Linked DNA regions of Gossypium arboreum: region 2 is linked to region 1. The links are chromatin contacts, called in public Hi-C maps. All regions are on one chromosome and are shown on one strand. Each heading gives the region's core, a stretch centred on a gene start, on an enhancer-like site or on the middle of the called end of the contact. The rest is flanking DNA. Distances are from core to core; before and after follow the strand shown. Region 1 has its middle 18 kb from the start of LOC128281486. Region 2 holds the start of LOC108487353.

Region 1 (4,100 bases), core at 817-3,316:
CGATGCTGCTCCATCCACGTTGCTAAAAAGTGGCAGATTGGCAATGACAGCGACGGCTACGGCATTTGGCAAATATCATGGGGGCCTTGATATTTTAAACCGCGATGCCCAATCCACTCACCTCTAAAACACCGCAAACGTCACTCCGGCTGTTTTACTAATTTTGTTGCACTCTCCATCCAACCAATCAATCTTCCCCTCTCTCATCATTAAAAAGGGCATTTGGCCTACCTCTCTGCGCCTGTGCTTTTTGGCTCTTTACACCTTTAAGATTTTGTCATCTCACTTTCATGGACCCCCTCCCCTTCTTTTTCTTTCTTGTGGGATATTTATTCTCATTTTCTCTGCACCTTGGAAGATGGCTTGTTTCAGACACAAGTCTTTTAATTGATATTTTCACCAAGGGTTCTTTTAGGTATGGTCTCCAATATAACATGTAGCACAAAGAAATATTTCTCTTTCGTCCTAATCCATTTCATTTAGGTTGACAAAATCAAAGATGGTGTAGTAAATATCTTAATATTTTATTCTTCTATTCATATCAATTTTAAATTTACAATTTTATCCTCTACTATTATTAAAAATATACTTCACTTAATATCCACAAACATTTTAAAGGGAAGGATAAAAGAACTCAAAACAGTAAAAATTATGGAAAATGTTCAATACACTCTAAATAAAAATTTTAAACTTCACAAGTAATATAAAAAATTGATAAATACCTTGTATGAATATAATAAAATATTTAAAAACGCATATTAATTTTTTAAGGTAACTTAAAATTATTAGGAGTTAAGGATTAGTTATTTTACCTCGAAAACTAGTTTTAAAATTTTGTCCAAACTCAATAGGATAAAAATGCTAAACTCGAAGCTTGGCGCTTGTATTAATTTTTTTTATAAACAAGTTTAAAAAATATAATACATCAAATACACTAAAAATATTAACCAACAAACTGAAAATACATTTAAAAAAGTTTTATACTTAAATAACACTAAGATAGTTGTAACTTAACAAACAAATGTCTTTAAAATAGTAACAAAATCAATAATAAAATAAGAGTTATACAATATCTAAACGATAATAACAAAATAGTAACAATATAATAGCAAATGATAACAAAACAACATCAAAATGATAGTAAAAAACAGTAAAAAAAAATTAGGCAAATTCGAGCCAAGTAAGGTCAGGGCCAAAAAATCTTACCTGAAGTTCGGTCTGTTTAGAAAATGAGTCTTTTTTTGTCCAAACCCATTTTTTAAACTTATATTTTTACTTAGACCCTCACACTTTCTGAATAAATCTTTGAGTTTTAATAAGTGGCCCGACAAATGAAGTTTATTATGCCAAGCCTACTGGTAAGGATATTTGTAATTAAAGGCTCAAGTTACTATTTGACATTAAAAAAGTAGCTTTTATTTAAATTAATTATAAAAATGTATTAATAAAAGTATAATTTTTAAAATAAAATAACGGTTTATAGATAATAATTTGGGCTTAATTTCGGGCCCAAACCAAATTTGAGGAAAATAAATTGTCAACCGTCCCCCCCTCGAAGAAAGGAAAAAAAAAAAACATCATTACAAACTTACTTTTCTTTTTCCTCTTCATCAAACTTTGTGGCTTCAAATAATAAGCTGGTATCTCTTTGTCCTTTTTATTTTAGCATGGTAGTGGTTCCTATTGTTCTTTTTAGCAAGCAGGCTGAATATCTTAGGTTGGGTTCATAGTTCAAAGTCAAAGCAGAGGAAAAGTATCCATATATTAGCCACAATCATTTTTTGAACATTCAGAATTTAGAAACTTATTGGTCACATTATTCTAATTTCTAACCCAAATGGACCACGTTTCTTGAATATATATATATACATTGAAGCCCAACCCTTGATGAGAAATTTAGCCCAATTTCTACCATCATCACTTTTAGATATTTGAACTTATGAGTGATTTAAACAATGTTGGGTAATAAAAACTTCAACCTCAACAAGAAGCATCAAATTAGTACGTTCAACTACTTTGTACCAAACCCAGCCCATTAGACTACTCTTTCCCCAAGTGTACAACAAAAAGCCTCACTTTGCTAGACGCCTACAACCACATTTTTGTGAATGCATAGTAGATTTGGTGATAACAGATAAGAAACGGTCACATAATATACAAATACAATATAAAGGAGAAGAAATTTAAATATAGCACAAATACGACACAATAATACAAATATGATATGAATATATCAAAATTTATATAAATATAATATGGTACGATGAATAATAATATGTGAAAGATGAGGGTAGAGAAATACATGTATTAGAACTTCAACATTATACAATTATTAACCTTTTTATGAATGATGATACATTATTTTCTAAGGTTTCTTCTCAAATTTACACATTGAAATACTAACATTACATTTACATTCTAAATCCACGCCACCAAGCAACACATACCTCTCAACAACCCCATTCCCAAGGACAAAACCTTTCCATCATTTATGCTTTTTCACAAACTTTGCATCACTTCAAATCAACCCCATTAGGAGGGGGAATGGAAACCCTAGAGTGCAAGGTTTTGCTTTTGATGGTGCAAAATGTGTTGGAATTTTCTTTCTAATGGGACTATAAAAATGGGTGAAAACCACGCAACAAAAGATCTTCATAAAGGACAATATAATAAAACAAAATCTTAACCACTGTTCATAGTCAAGCTTTATTGCCTTTGTCAAGAAGCACATATGTCCCATTGAAATTAGAAAATAGATTTCAATATTGATACATAAAGTAAAATTAAATATTAATAATGATAAAATAAGAAAGAAAAATAAAACACAAAGAAATTATATAGAAATTCTTTTAGGGAAAAACTACGGGCAGGGGAGAAGAAAATTGACTAGTGTTAAAAAATCGAATGATATAAGAAAAGTTCCAACTACATCTATTTAAAGACTGAAAAACCTTATTCTAATCAAAGTCAAATAAAAGAAGCGTAGTACTATACAAATTCTACTTATGCAACATATAGCGTAGTTCTACATCTATATACTTCGGCCATCGGCCTTAAGCCCACCACAGATCCCCTAACTTTACCATTATATTATTTCTTTAGCAAGAATTCGGATCACACAACTCTAACATATATTGATAATTTCTTCTTATTCCCAATAAGAGATATTTCATTTTTTTTTCAAAGATTTTCATTTTTCAACCCCCTCTTTTTTATGCTATGATTTTTTATTGAGTTTTTCATAATTTTTAGTACTTTTCATTTTTCAAATGCACCGTTTTGTCATTTTATAAAATAAAAGGGACCTATAACTTAACTAAATAAAACATTGATTGATGGTGGGTATTAATATTTATATAATTTCTATGAATCTAGATGTCAATATAAGGTACTTCTTTTAGTCCATCTAAAATTTTAAATATAACGGCTATCTTATGTAAATATAAAAGAATTTAATGACATTTAATAAAATAGTTTTTAATGAAGTAATGATTTAAGGTTAGGTATATATGAATGGGAGAATTTTTATCAATCACCAAAATAAGAGATTCTCGTGTCAAATTAGAATATAAAAGCCTGTGTTTGTGGGTCATACGACCATGGCAACTAGGAATATGATTCATTCATTGCAAGAATGATAGTCCATGCTGTAGAAAGTTAGACATTGTTTTGGTACTTAATTCATAATTATTTAGTTTCCAAAGAGTGCAGTAGATATGTTCTCTGTGCGATGCTTGTCCATATTATCAAGGTTGGTGGAAGGACAGTCCATAATTCCAATGAAAGAGTCAAGTTGCTAACATTTTAATACTTATCAAATTATAAGAAAAGAAAATAAAAGAAAAAACCTCCCAATTTTTTTAATTTTAGTTTATGCAATTATTTGTCAAAAATGATATCTACCCATTTTATGATTTGACTCTCTATTTACTTTATTTATTAAAAAAATGGGAAATGAAAGAGTTAAACATTTGGTAGGGTAATGATTAGAGGGAATAATGTTGTATTACACTTTTTCTTCCACATGCATAAAGTAGGCCTATCTGGTCTCAACTACTTATTGGACAGCAGTTTTGGATTAATGACCAAATTTATGACAC
Region 2 (4,100 bases), core at 1,110-3,609, 38 kb after region 1:
ATGATGAGATTTAGTCTTGAAATATACGATATTTTAAAAATGGTAAATTTGGGTCTTGTATTAAAATTCTAAAAGGCATAAATATATTAGTGATACACAATAAAATTAAAAATTAAAACCAAATAAACATCCCAAAATAAAACAATTAGTTAAATTAAAAAATATAAATAAAAATATAAATAAATGAATAATAATAGTAACATATTTTAAATGAATAATAATAGTAACATATTTTATATAAATTAAAAATTATATTACATCTTGATTAGAATATTTAAATTAGTGTAAAATTTTGAATGTAATGAAAATAATTATTAAACAAATACAAAAATAATGTAATGTAAATTAAAAAAAATAGCATGAATATAAATGATACAATATAAATGAAAATGAATCTACTTTTCTGATTTAATGGTTGGAAGGGAGTTAAGGGTAGAAGTCAGCTAAACTTAAGCAGTAGGTAAACCCTTGAACTTTGGAAAAAAAATCAATTAAGTCTCTTCGTGAAAAACATACTCAATTGAGCCCTCAAACGTTAAAAAATAATCAATTAAGTCTTTTGACCAATGATTTTTGTTGTTGACAGTTAATTTGCTTATATGGCCATTAACGATTACTAAGTTAGCCGCAAAAATAAAAAATTCAAAAATTATAATTATTTTGGTAAAAAGACCTTTTTAGTCTCTTTAAAAATTTTGAGAGCAAATTGGTCCTTTTAGGAAAATTAGACCAATTTATTCCATGTCAATTTCGAAAGCGAGTAACTAAAGACAACTACCATGGCGCTAATGTCTTACATTAAGTGTACATAAATTTGATTGGTATAATAACACTTTTAACCCTCAATGTTAACATATTTTGTCAATTTGGCCTAATTCAACCTCAATTTTTACACATTTACATAAATGTTACAAGTTAGATTTGTTAAATCAATACCAAATTAATAGAATGTGTAAACTTTGAGAGCTAAATTTGCTATTATATCAATTAAAATAATGTACAATTGATGAAAAACATTAACGTCGTGATAATCTGTCCGTAATTGCTTACTTTTGAAATTGATAGAGATTAAATTGCTCTGATGTTTCTAGTCAATCTGATGGTCTCACATAGTAATCTCTTATAATGTCATGTGGTAAAAATAATTTTTTATATTTTTTAAATTTATATTTTCCAGCACAATGAGAGGCTAGTATGTGGCACTAGTGAATTAGCTAGTAATGCCATATCAACACAATTTAATTGATGGAATACATATTTGAATAAAAAAAAAAAAAGAGAAGAGAAGAGAGAATTTGGGGACAGGGCAAATCGGTCCAAAGAAAAGTAAAAGACATTGTAAAAAACAAAATAAAAAGGGATGGCAGTGCAGTGGCAGATATGGTGCAAGGCAGAATCAAGTGCTGTCAGATTCAATATCAACCAGTTTATTCTTATTAATCATTATTCGCAGTTTAAGATTACAGTAATTCATTTTAATATAACGACAAAATTAATTTATTATTCTTCAAAACCATACAAATTCACTCAAAACAAACACCCATTTTAACCTTTTATTTTTCATTCACTTCTTCTCCAAGTTATTCAAAACCTTATTGTTAGTATTTATACTAGATATATATATTTATATATATTAAAAACATACCATTTTATTTTATTTTATAATAATAAAACTAGATGAGAATTTAAATTAAATGTGAATAATCCACTTATATTTATGTACTCCTGTAAGTTTGTAAAATTAATATTTTAATAATTTAATTTTCATATTTCATATTTATCCACCTAAATCATATAAAACAAAATCAATATTTTTTTAATTAAATTATTGATAAATTAAAATTGTTTAACAATGTTTAACATAAAATTTTATATATTAATATAAATAATATAATTATATTACTATATTAAATTTAACTTCTTAATTAAATTAATGTTATGAGTCAATTAAATAATTATTTAATTAATAAATATTATTACAAGCTTTTGACCTAAATATTATAAAAAATATTATTTAAATAAAATATGTTTAAAATTACTTACCAAAACAATATAGGATGAAGATTTGAGATCCCAATGTAAGAATTTTTGTCACCTCAAGATTTCAAGTTAGATATAAAAAATAAAAAAATCTAAATTATTGTTTAAAAGATAATATTTTAGTAAATAATTTTGGATACATGTAATTTTGATAAAATAATAATTATTTTTATAATATTTTAGTAAAAAAAAGAGAGCCTATTATTACAAGAATTTTTATATAAAAATATTAAAATCAAGTTTAACCCTAAAATAAATTTACAAACTTGAACCTACTATGCTATAGTCCCTAAAACCATAAATATACCATTTCAGTGTAATAAGCCAGTCTATATATATGAAAAGGAAAAAAAAGAAAAAGGGAAAGAGAGAACAACGAAGGAGAAAGAGAAACGAAAACACAGCGAAAAACAGTGAGACAAAGGATTCAGAAAAACACAGAGAGAGAGAGAGAGAGACAACTCATTACCTTCAAACATAATGCAGGAGTTGCCATCAACCACCACAACCATACTCCTTTTCGGAGTCTGCCATCACTGAACTTCCCTTTCCACCTCTTTTCCATTGTCCGACGGACCGCCGAAATGCCGTCGCATGCGGCGTTTCAATTGGTTTTCTCCAGGATTTCATCTCCAACATAGTTCTGTTTAACAAAAAATAAAGGGGAAAAACTTTCTTTCTTTTCTTTTTGTATTCAAATCTGGAAGAATATATTGTGGCCGTCCGATTCTATTCTCGACAATGGCGATGAAAGCATGGATGGTGGTAGAAAAAGGAAGGAGGATCGTACGGACGGCGATTTTCATGGTGGCTATGTTAGCGTCGCTTATAGGATCGTCTCTGCCGTTGCTGGTGGCGTTAGGCGACATCATGGTCCCTTTCCTTTTACTCTCAAGCTTCACGTGCGTCACCTGCTACAGTTTCAACCAACACTTTCGTCTTTACGCTTTCAAAAACTCCTTAATCGATATCCCTCTCGTTTCCATCCTCAGATCTATCATCATCACTTGTACGATCGCTCTCTTTCATTGTTGACAAGAATATATATATGAAAGGAATCATTATACATTTTCTCATTTTGTTTATGTTTATGTTTATAATTTGCAGGTGTATATTCGATGTGTGATGGCCCAGCATTATCCCATGGACCTTATGCAGGAACGGTTACTTTATGCGCATTTGTTTCGATTATTCTACTTTCAATTAAGGCGTGTGTTTTTACGGTGAATTCTCGAATAGAGGCAGAGGCATCCTCGTCGGCTTATTCGTTGACAAGCCAAAGGCTTCATTGGAAGAAATCGTGGGGAATGCCTGTTTTATTTCTTTCATCAGTAGTTTTCGCACTTGGTCACACTGTAATTGCTTATAGAACAAGTTGCAGAGCAAGGAGAAAGCTTTTGTTTCATCGAGTTGACCCTGAAGCTGTAAGTTTTCGAGCTTCCTTTTATTTTCTTTTATTTTTTTCAATTTCTATTTTGAGTTTTTCATTGTATAAAGTAGCCATTGGGTTTTTCAGTTAGTGTTCTTGTTTCACAGAGCAATTTCTTTTTCTTTTTTTTTTTCTAAAAACAAAAAAGCTTGATTTTACTTGATATAACATAATTATGTTGCGATTAAAAAAAAAATTCTCATTCGTTTCTATTAATTTTGCTTCCTGAATAAAAAAAAAGAAGCAACTTTTGAAGAATAAAATGCGTTTTTACGCTAGTATGAAATGATAATGTTAGAATTGGTTCTGCATTATAGTTGTCTTATTGTTTTTCTAGCAATTATTTAGGTGCAAAAATTTAACTACAAAGTGAAGTAACTAAATGAATACAGAAACAAAATTCAGGCGTTTTAGGAGTTAATTTCTACCTTTCATGGCTTTTGGTTCCTTAGTAGGAATATTGATATTTTATTTTGGATGTAACATTCATGTTATTGCAGGTTCTTTCTTGCAAGAATGTTTTCTCTGGCTTCCAGAAGGTTCCACGGTCTCCCACTCCCTCTGCAGGGAAAACTCCAAAAAGTGATAGTGAAACAAGGCGAAAGCCTTTTGGGCAACCTCATGATGAACG

What was found. Hi-C and Micro-C count contacts between places; a contact is called where the count stands out from the background.
Region 2: a contact with region 1 is called in a Hi-C map of leaf, with 8 times the contacts expected there. The contact joins the promoter of LOC108487353 here to the enhancer-like site in region 1. A contact is called at or near these places in 2 of 5 Hi-C or Micro-C datasets (both in leaf).

What each region holds. Positions count from the first base shown.
Region 1 is chr10:9,987,690-9,991,789 of ASM2569848v2, forward strand. No RefSeq gene overlaps it. Among protein-coding and RNA genes, the nearest start is that of LOC128281486, 18 kb to the right of the region's middle. Within about 2 kb of position 2,067, at least 2 of the 2 cell types and tissues checked have an H3K27ac peak or open chromatin away from gene starts, as enhancers often do. A contact at or near this core is called in leaf, where this site is marked.
Region 2 is chr10:10,025,893-10,029,992 of ASM2569848v2, forward strand. LOC108487353 reads left to right here and starts at 2,360. Exons shown (of 7, transcript XM_017791670.2): 1 at 2,360-3,049; 2 at 3,148-3,464; 3 at 3,970-4,100. The coding sequence starts at 2,782.